2 separate regions of the Mus musculus genome follow, and region 1 is linked to region 2. Evidence: chromatin contacts called from public HiChIP or PLAC-seq data. All regions are on one chromosome and are shown on one strand. Each heading gives the region's core, a stretch centred on a gene start, on an enhancer-like site or on the middle of the called end of the contact. The rest is flanking DNA. Distances are from core to core; before and after follow the strand shown. Region 1 has its middle 12 kb from the start of Zfp395. Region 2 has its middle 14 kb from the start of Gm52119.

What was found. HiChIP or PLAC-seq counts read pairs in DNA pulled down with a chosen protein or histone mark.
Region 1: an H3K27ac HiChIP or PLAC-seq map of microglia shows a contact between it and region 2, with 3 times the contacts expected there. The contact joins two enhancer-like sites. A contact is called at or near these places in 4 of 484 Hi-C or Micro-C datasets (CD8 T cells, the G1E-ER4 cell line, the HPC-7 cell line and 1 more), 4 of 115 datasets of contacts at active chromatin or transcription factors (bone marrow-derived macrophages, effector CD8 T cells, microglia and 1 more) and 2 of 9 other capture datasets (adipose tissue and pancreatic islet).

Annotation. Positions count from the first base shown.
Region 1 is chr14:65,344,424-65,349,797 of GRCm38.p6, reverse strand. No RefSeq gene overlaps it. Among named protein-coding and RNA genes, the nearest start is that of Zfp395, 12 kb to the left of the region's middle. Within about 2 kb of position 4,122, at least 112 of the 459 cell types and tissues checked have an H3K27ac peak or open chromatin away from gene starts, as enhancers often do. A contact at or near this core is called in the HPC-7 cell line, adipose tissue, bone marrow-derived macrophages and 2 more, where this site is marked.
Region 2 is chr14:65,110,453-65,115,864 of GRCm38.p6, reverse strand. It overlaps a transcript of Extl3 not described here. Among named protein-coding and RNA genes, the nearest start is that of Gm52119, 14 kb to the right of the region's middle. Within about 2 kb of position 2,179, at least 107 of the 459 cell types and tissues checked have an H3K27ac peak or open chromatin away from gene starts, as enhancers often do. A contact at or near this core is called in the HPC-7 cell line, adipose tissue, bone marrow-derived macrophages and 2 more, where this site is marked.

The sequences.
Region 1 (5,374 bases), core at 2,873-5,372, 230 kb before region 2:
CCATTTCCAACAAGCAAACCACCACTTGGTTAACTTAATGGCTTCTATGTGTCTTGGTATGTGTGGTAGTTTGAATAGGTATAGCCCTATTCAAACCGATAGTCATGGTGTCTCTTCACAGCTATGTGAACTCTAAGATAGAAATTGGTACCAGGGACTATGGTAGTGCTGTGATAGGCCTGACCATGGTTTTGTTTGGAGGAATGTGGGTTTGGGAACTTTAGATTAGGAAAGCTGTGGAATGCTTTAAGTGGGACTCCATGGGCCATCCTAATAGGAACATGGAAGATAGCGGTGCTGAGGGTGATTTGAACTACGGGGGCTGGGCTAGAAAGGTTTCAGAAAAAAAAAAAAAGAACATTAGTATGTTGCCTAGAGATTATTCTTGTGATATTTTGGTAAAGAATGTGGCTGCTTCTTGCTCTTATCCAAAGGGTCTGCCTGAGGCTAAGGTAAAGATATTTAGATTAATTGCACTGGCAAAAGAAATCTCAAAGCATCCTAGTATAGAGTCTTTCCTGTGGTTCACTCTCACGAAGAACAGTTTGATTAAACAGAATAAACTGAGCAAGGAAAATGCAAACTGTGTGATTCAAGGACGAAAGGAGCACCAGGAAGCGAAGTGAGCTCAATCCTGGATTCAAGGAGATACACAATTAAGGATATTAAGTGGAATTAAGGGAATAGTGACGTCAGGGCAAGATCCCATCTAGCTAAACTTCCATCTTGTGAAAAGGAATTAAAGAAAAACTTAGGTCCAGGCCCTTAAACTCGGCACTCAGGAGACAGAGTCATGCTGATCTCTGAGTTCAAGGCCAACCTGGTCTACAGAATAAATTCCAGAAAGGCCAAGCATAGTCAGTGAAGGAAACCATTGAAAAGAGAGAGCTGAAGATGTAATTGAACAAGAAGGCCATGTTCTAGCCCCAACAAACGACAGAATTTGGAAGCTTTGGCCACGTGGTTCTGGATTTAGAGTCAAGAACAGAGGAGGGAGGTTATAGAATCTCCCTCTGCCACTAAGGAAAGTCCCTGAGGCCAGGCATGTGTCAAGAGGTATCTCTTCACAGGGCAGTGGTGGCGCACGCCTTTAATCCCAGCACTTGGGAGGCAGAGGCAGGTGGATTTCTGAGTTCGAGGCCAGCCTGGTCTACAGAGTGAGTTCCAGGACAGCCAGGGCTACACAGAGAAACCCTGTCTCAAAAAACAAAACAAAACAAACAAACAAAAAAAGACCTCAAAGCCCACTTACACAGTGACAAACTTTCTTCTACAAGGCCACACCTACTCTAACAAGGCCACACCTCTTAATACTGCCACTCCCTGTGAGCCAAGCATTCAAGCCCATGAGTTATGGGGGCGACACCTACTCAAACCACCACATTCCACTCCTTGGCTCCCATAGGCTTGTAGTCATAACATACTGCAAAATGTATTTAGTCCAACTTCAAAACTTCAAACTCTATGGTCTACTACAGTTTCAACAACCTTTAAATGTCCAAAGTTCAAAGTCTCTTCTGATGTTCATGCAATCTTTTAACTGTAATCCCCTAGGGTAAAAAAAAAATCAAAAAGCAGATCACATACTTCCAACATATAATGGCCCAGGATATACATTACCATTCTAAAACACAGGGAAGGAAGGGAACACAAGGAGAAAATACTGGAGCAAAGCAAGACTGAAAGCCAGCTGGGCAAACTCTAAATTCTGCATCTCCAGGTCTGATGTCAAAATGTTCTTCAGAGCTCCAACTCCTTTCAGCTTTGTTGACTGCAACACACTTCTCTCTCTTGGGCTGGTTCAATTCCCAGTGAGTAGCTTTCCTTGATGGGTACCACAGCTCTGGCATCTCCGACATCTTGGGACCTCCAAGGCAAGCCAGGCTTCAACTTCACTGTCTCACACAATGGCCTCTCTGGGACTCTATAAAGGGATACCTCTTTTTTTTTTAATTTTCTTTTTCTTTCTCTTTCTTTCTTTCTTTCTTTCTTTCTTTCTTTCTTTCTTTAGAGACAGGGTTTCTCTGTGTAGCCCTGGCTGTCCTGGAACTCACTCTGTAGACCAGGCTGGCCTCGAACTCAGAAATCTGCCTGTCTCTGCTTCCCAAGTGCTGGGATTAAAGGCATGCGCCACCACCGCCTGGGTGAGGCTTTCTTTAAAAGATTGTGTGTACTGTTATTGCATTCTCTTTTTAAATTTCTTTTATTTATTAGACTCTCTCTCTCTCTCTCTCTCTCTCTCTGTGTGTGTGTGTGTGTGTGTGTGTGTGTGTGTGAGGCATACACACACGTGGCACCACATGAATGTGCAGGTGAGAGGACTCCTCTCACAAATCAGTTCTCTCCTTCCACCATGGGGTCCTGGGATTGTCCTCAGGTTTTCATGCTTTCTGTTTGGTGATCCATCTTGCCACCCTTCCTCATGCCTACCTGCTTTGTCATGTATTGTCATGGTTGCCCTTCAGTTCTCTATGTAACCAAGGATGATGTCCCGGAACTTCTGTTCCTCCTGCCTTCACTTCCCAGAATGCTGGGATTACAGGCATGCACCAGCAGCCCTGGCTTCTGCAGTTCCAGAGCTAGACCCAGGAGCTCAGTGCCTATCAGGCAGGCACTCCACCATGTGAGCCGCCGCATCGCCAGCCTCTCTGTTGACTCTTTGAAGGGAAGAAGTCAAGGAGTATTGCACAACACACAACAACGTTTCCAAAACTTGTCTTTCCAAATTCCTCTCCTCAGAATTAAACTCCCACATCTGCAGTTTCTCTCTGCTTCTCTCTCCCCCCTTTTTTCCTGCTGTCTTCAGCCTTGCTTTTCTTGTTTCTCTCTCTTCTCCAGGGACAATGGGAGTGCTGTAGACCAGCTCTGCAGAGAACCTAGCAGCCTGCGCTCACCAGGTAGAGAGGCTCCTCCCCCACAGGAGTCAAGGAGTAGACAGGGCCTAGGATTCTAGCTATCTCAAGTGTTTAAATGGATTCACTAATTTTATATTTCTTTATTTTATTTTATGCATATAACCATTTTGCCTGTCTGTGTGTCTGTGTACCACATGTGTCAGATCCTCTGGATCCGAAGCTATGAACCAACATCTAGGGACTGGAAACAGAACCCCTGTGTTTTGTAGGAGCCACAAGTGCTAGTAATCGCTAGCCACCCCGTTTCAGCTTTCCTTTCCTTTCAAAATGTCTGTGCCGATATCCTGGATGTGTTTTCAAGGAGGACACACAACCCACTCTCCCCCTCAGAATGTCCGTTGCTGACCAAAATGCAAAAAGACTGTCCACCCATGCTTTTTCTGGATGACGACATAGATCTATGCTCTTTCTGGATCACCTACACCCTTGTCCCTGGTGATCCACTCAGGTCTCCATCACTGAAACTATTCAGGAAAGAGAGTGACACACCAGGGACCCTTGGTGTCTAAGATTTAGTGACTATGAATGTTTCTGTCCCCGTGTATCTTTCAGCTAGAACCAACTAATAATTGTTATCAAACTTCCTTCCTTCTCTCCCTCCTACCCTTCCTCTCTCTCTCTCTCTCTCTCCTTTCATATCACTAAGAACCAAGAGTACTCTCTCACAAACAAGAGAAGACAGCTCTGGAGTGCTTGCCTAGCATCCATGAAGCCCTGGGTGATCTCCAGGTATGACAGTGCTCACCTGTGGAGTTCTCGGGAGGTGGAAGCTGGCCATCACCCTTGGCCCTGAATCCAGTTCAAGGTCAACCTGAGATTCATGAGAGGCTGTGCCAGCAAAATAAGATAAATATAATACATAAATAAGCTTGGTCTTAGCAGTCTTAGCAAGCTGTGGAGACTGAGGCAGAAGATCATTCATTCCAGGTCAGCCTGATCTATTTAGCAAGATCCTTTAAAAATGCATACATTTTATAAAAGCTAAAATCTCCGTCTATATTTTATTCACGATTCAGACAATTACAGTCTCCCGAGGTTAAGTGTTATCTGTCTAACCCTCCTTTTGTGCTGGTTGAAGTGTGTCCTGTTTGCAATTGCAGTGATACTTCCTGAAGAATTGGGCTTGCTGTCTAACCCACATCCATGGGACACACACACTTGGCATGACTCATTACGGGAAGTAGAACACTTAAGAAGTGATAGTTGTGGCCAGCACCCAACTTCCATTATTCTAGGAGGGAAAAATAAACTCCGTGCCAAACTTATTAGTCAGACTTCTTTTTAGAGATAAGTAAGAGGAACTCGGTTTATGCTAGCTTAAGCAAAAAAAAGAGCAGACTTGTCTGCTTAACTGAGAAATCTAGAAACACTTCAGGCCATATTGCACACTGGTCAAGAGCTCTAATATGGAACTAGACCCATTCCCAGCTCTGGAGAGCCCAAGTTTAAACCTATTTGTAATGATTTAGTCTCTAAATTTCTCATGTCCGTTTATCTTAGTAGTTTCATTTATTTTTCCTACCTCAAAAGAGCCTCCCTTCCCCTGAAAGGACTTCCTTCATATATTAGGGAACACAGTTTGTTGGCAACTCACAACTCTGACATTTCAACTTAGCAACTCTAGCAGAAAACAGCCTTTTCTCTCCCAACTACCTCCTTGTTTGTCATGGGGGTTGGGGGAGACGACTTGTAATTGACTGCGGTGATAAAAAGCCCCACCCACTAGACCACTGATCCCAGAAAGGGTAGGATTCTAGGATGGTGAAGCCAAATGAAACCACAGGGAGAGCTGGCAGAGGAGTTAAGAGGGCTGCTGCTGTTCCAGAGGACTGGAGGTCAGTTCCCCACACTGGGCAGTGCACCACAGCCTGGAACTCCAGCTTCGGGAGATGCAGCACCTCTGGTCATTTGGGAACCTGCACTCACTCACATATACCCACATGCAAGCACACACACAATCTAAGATAATAATACATCTTTAATAACTAACACCAGGGAATAGAGGACTGATGTTCCAAATTAGAGACACTAATGACAGAAAATCACACGTCCTCACACAATAGGGTCAGCGCTTTGGGGGGTGGGGTAATTCAAAAGCCTCCTGTTCCCTTCCTTCTCTATGTTTGTGACTTCTGACTGACTAGAGTCTTTATGTGGTGTGCTTCAAGTCCTCAGATATAAACCGGTTAGGTAGTGGTAATGGATACAGTAGCAAATACCACGTACAGCTACAGTTTCTCCGTGCTTTGTATTTTTCAGATGAATGGAAACTCATTTGAGGAAGGTATTGCCCGGTGTTCGCTAATTTTTGCGAGTTCATTTGTGGAGCACATTAGGTTGTGTGAGCAGCCCTCTGGCTCATCCTAGTTAGAAAAACCAAGCACAAGCTATTGAATTGCCTAGAACAACCCCCAAAGGGCTTATTTGTGTGTATTGTGGCCAGATGCAAGCATGTGAAC
Region 2 (5,412 bases), core at 930-3,429:
GCATATGAATCACATACATACATGAAGGAACTCATGCATGTACAGTTTTTTAAAGAGTGACTGGATTGGGGACATAGCTCAGTGGGAGAACTCTTGCCTAGCATGTGCTACGTTCTAGGTTTGATTTCCCCAGACCCTCCGTAAACAACAAACAAGCAAAATATGCCTGTGTGAGGGCATCAGATCCCCTGGAACTGGAGGTACAGACAGGCGTGTAAGTGCCATGTGGGTGCTGGGAATTGAACCGGCATCCTTTGGAAGAGCAACCAGTGCTTTTAACCACCGAGCCATCTCTCCAGTAGAGTACTGACATAAAAGCACAAAAGACCAATGGAACAAAACAGAGGTTGCAGAAATAAATCCACACATTTATGGACAACTAAACCAAAATAATGAGCTCACACAGTGAGGAAAGGGAGGACGTCTATTCATGGCTGGCAAAGACTGAAATCCACTTGCACGAGAATGAAACTGGACACATCACACCATACACAAAAAGCTCTTCAGCTGAGCAGTGGTGGCACACACCTTTAATCCCAGCATTCGGGAGGCCGAGGCAGGTAGATCTCTGTGAGTTCAAGGGCAACCTAGTCTACAGAGTGAGTCCCAGGACAGCCAGGGCAGTAACACAATGAAAGCCTGTCTCTAAAAAAACAAAAACCAAACAAACAAAAAGGTTATTCAAATGGAGTAAGACTTAAATATAATACTTGGATGTTTAAAACTAGTAGAAGAGAATACAGGATGAAATACAGAAGAAATACAGGATTCTTGACACTGGCTTGGGAATTTAAGTTTGGGATATGACCCAAATTACAAAAGACAGTACACACACACAACAACACACACGATTAGATTAGATTTAAAAAGTTTCTGCACAGCAAAAGACATGACCAGCAGAATGAATGAAGAGATAACTCATGGCAATAGAAGCAAACTCTATAAGGAACGTAACGACATGGAATAAAAATTTATAAAGAGACAAGCAAGCTAGGCCTGTGGCACAAACCTTTAGTCCTAGGTAGCATTGGGGAGGCAGAAGCAGGTGGATGTCTGAGGTTCAAGGTCAGCCACATCTGCATAGCAATTTCCAGGTCAGCCAGGACTACATACTGCGATCCTTTCTCACAAAAAATAAAATAACAACAACAACAATAATAATTAATAATAATAAATGAAATTTAAAAGAATGTTTAAGAGAAAAATTAAAAAGAAAACTAGCTGGAGGCATTGTGCTCCCAGTGTAGTTTAAATTCGGGTATGGGATGCCTCTGGCTATTTATTTTTGCCCCAGATTGTGTAATTTATTTAGGATCTTGTGGTTCCCTATGAACTTCAGGATTGCCTTTTTTTCCTGTGAAAACTATCATTGATTTTGATAGGAGTTGAATAGTATGGGCATTTTATTTGGTTTGGTTTGGTTTGGTTTGGTTTGGTTTGGTTTTGGTTTTTCAAGACAGGGTTTCTCTGTATAGCCCTGGCTGTCCTGGAACTCACTTTGTAGACCAGGCTGGCCGTGAACTCAGAAATCCGCCTGCCTCTGCCTCCCGATTGCTGGGATTAAAGGCGTGTGCCACCATGCCTGGCTTAGTATGGGCATTTTAACAGTAGTCATTGATCCCACCAGCACAGAAAATCTTTCTGAGTCATCTTCAGTGTTGGTCATCAACATTTATAGTCATTGCAAGACGGTGTGGTCTGTCTCAATGGATAGGGGAAGCTTTCACAGGAGACAGGAAGAGAGAGAGAGAGAGACAGACAGACAGACAGAGAGACAGACAGACAGACAGAAGAAAGAGAAGGGGGAGAGACTATTATACATTGAAATATAATCTTCTGCCCTTCAATGGTTCCCCATGAACTCCTGTCTCTGCCCTGTGCCCTTCCCTTCCTCCATCCTTCCCTTCTTTCCTTCCTCTTTTCACTCATGGTGGTGTGTGGGTGAGAATCCAGAGCCCTGAGCATCCCAGGTAATTGCTGTACCACTGAGCCACACCCCAGGCTGTAGCATGCATTTCTTAAGCACGATGACATTCTCGTACCTAACCACAGGAAATTCAAACTGCTGTAATGCTATTAAATAATGGAGTCTGCCCACAAATGTCATCATTGTGCCAGTCATACATGTCAGGACCTTTTTGTCAGTCTGATCCAGTTCACCCGTTACACTGTTTGACTTCACACCCCTGGCCTCCCTCCCCCTCCGCCTCCTCTCCTCCCTTCTCTTGCTTTCCCCTCCCTGTCCTCTCCAGAACACTGGCATTCTGGGAATGTAGGTCAGTTTGGGGAAATGTTCAACTTGTTATTGTTTCCTTATGGCTGGATTGCATAATGCTTTTTATTTTTAATCTTGTCTTTTGAAGTAATTTTAAACTTAGCAGAAGTTCTCAGAGTTATATAGCACTTTGTTATAATTTTGTAAGTTTGAGGTTACCCTTAGCCAGATTTACCAGTTTCTGACAACTTTGCCTATGTCCAAATTAATTTTCATTCATATTCTTTCTCTCTTTTGTCCCCCCTCTCCCTTCCCCCAACTCTTCTATCCATCTCCTCTTGTTCTCTCTCTCCCACTTCCCTATAATCCCCCCACCCCACCCCCCACTACTCATTTCAGTTTTTGTGTTTTGAACAGTAGAGTGAACGGGAGGTACCCTTAGGTCACAATTCTGGAGAAGATTCTGTGGCCAGGAGCTGACCACCAGAGGCTCAGCATGTGCAGACAGGAAGCCATTGTAGACAGGAAGTGCCCTGTGGGGCGCTCAGAGTTTGTGCTAACTGGACTCAGGATGGCTGGAAGGGCAGTTAGCTCACCACTTACGACGCTTAAGTATTGGGACTTAATTCCACAGGCAAAACCACAGCGGGCTGTGGTCCTTGCCTGTGACCCCAGCACTTGGGTGGAGGTTGGAGTTAGGAGGGCCCTCTGGTGAGAAGTGAGTTTGAGGCCAGCCTGCACTGTGCAGACCTGGGGGATGGGAGAATGAAAACTAGACAAAGTGCAGATGAGTCACACACAGGAGAAATCACAGTGCAGAAAGGTTTTATGAGACGGGATGTCGGGACCGAGTGTAGCTCAGAAGAGGAAGGGCAAGATGAGCCATGTGGTAGAAATCCTGGCCTGCCAACTTGTGAAGGCTGGAAAAGGGTGGTCCAGGGGAATGCTTTTGGTTTCCTATTGTGTGCTACCCATTTTATATATGATGACTTGTTTAATTATCATAACCCCCCCCCCCCCAAGCAATAGCGGTGAGTTATTACCGTGGCCAGGAGCTGTCATAGTAAGTTTATGACACCATTGACATGCAGACCCACTCTGAAGTCCAGCGGGTTAAGAAGCCTTCGTTTGTAGAAGCATCCTTGTCAGGCTGCGATAGCCAGTTGGATGTGGTGGATGAAGACCACGGGAACGTAACAGCCTGTGTTTCCACCTTGGGCTACAGCCTGGTTGGTGATGGTGTTACCTGAGGTTGTGGTACCTGAAGAAGGGAGAGACCTGGGCAGGTGGAGAGAAGGATTTCGCTTGAGAGCTGAATGAAGTTGATTTGAACAACTGATTTGTGCAAAACAGGATAAGATGCTTAGTGGGCAGTGTGGCTCCAGGGGAAGGGTCTAGAAAAGACAGGTTTGACTGCTGGCATCACAGTTATGTTCACCTCTCCAGGGCAAAATGCAGTGGTGGCTCAGCAGAAATGGGAGGCCAGGCATGGTGACACACACCTGTAGGCCCAGTCCATGGGACGAGGAGGCAGGAGGAATGACCCTGGGGACATCCTTGGCTACAGTATAGTGAACCCTTTTCTCAGGCCTGGGATTTGCCATGTAGACCAGGCTGGCCTTAACCTCAGAGATCCTTCTGCCTCTCTGCCCATGTGTGTGTCCCACTGTACCTCACTTATGGATGATTTTATTCCTTGGTTCCACACTGACATAGCTGTCAACTCCGCTTCCGTCCCCTTTCTCTTAAATTGTAAAAACTATTTATTTTATGTATGTGGGTGTTTTGCCTGCATGTATATCTGCATACCGCATGTGTCTCCGGTGCTCAGAGAGGCCAGGATGGTACACCAGATTCCCTGGAACTGGAGTTACAGATGGTTGTGAGTCACTTTGTGGGCCCTGGGAATGGAACTTGAGTCCTCTACAAGAGCAGTCAGTTGTGTTCTTAACCACTGAGCCATCTAGCCTCCATTCCCCTTCTCCCTTGATTTTCTCCCAAGTTCCTCACACACAGCATGTGTGTGCTTGTGACAGATATTAATGAAGATGTGGGCAATTTTATATCCTTAACAACGCAAATAACTTGAAGTCCAGAAATAGATGTTGCTATTTTAAACAGCCATTACTGGGACTCTTCCCCAAACTGCAACCTCGTCCTCGCTGTTATCTGAGCTCCATCTCACTTTACCTCCAGGATCCATCCGTGGAACCTTTCTAGTGTGCCCTTTTATCCATCTCCCTTTCATTTTTCCTTCTAAGCCATGGTATCCTCTCCATCCACACTCTGAGCACTATACCATAGTAGTTCCCTAAACAGACGTCTTTGCATCATCCCTCAGAGGAGTTCTGGCACTGGCTGCAATACTATTATTTTTATTCTAGTACTTATTCCTAACTGTAAAGGTGAATGGGCAGTATTTAAAAGAGATCGCGTCTGCTGCCTTCTGTTTTCTTCGTGAAGCGTACAGAGGTTTGTTTCTCTGCGGAGCTAAATATGGGCCTAATGATGATGTCACAGCTGGGGTCAGAGAGCCAGTCAACAGAAATGTACCGGATTTCTAACCCTTCCCAAGATGTCATGTTTACACTGTTGCCTCTTCTCAGAAAGCCTGCAGACTCGTGGAACTGATTTGCTGCCGGAGATGGAAGATTTCGTTTACTGAGCACAAAGGTCAACAGGAGAAATTGAAGAAGCAGCGGAAGACAAGGGAGTGGGATTAAGCAAGCTGGAGCCTGGGTAGCGGAAATGAGCATCTCCTCTTCTCTGACCCCCTCTTTTCTTCCAACACAGGCACAGGGCGCCAGGAGCTTCTGATGGTGATGCTGCTGGGAGAGAGGAGTTACAGTGATTTCTCACTGGTCCCTAACAGATTACCCCAAGATCAGGGATTTAAAATGCCAGTGTTTACTAGCTCACACTTTCAGAAGGCTAGGGACCCAGGAATGATGTGGCTTGGGTCTCTGATGAGGCTTATAGCACCTGCAGGCTGCACTTGGGCTGGGCCATCAGCTCCAGTTCCCCGGAGGAAGCCTTGATTCCTCTCTACAAGGGTCTCTCCGTAGATGCTTTTGGCCTCAAAGTAAGATCTTTTCGTTTTCTTAAAACATTTTATATTTGTGTATATGTTGAGTGTGTGTGCCACCGTGTGTGTGTAGATTGGAAGGCACTTGTGGGAGTTGGCTGTCTACTACTAC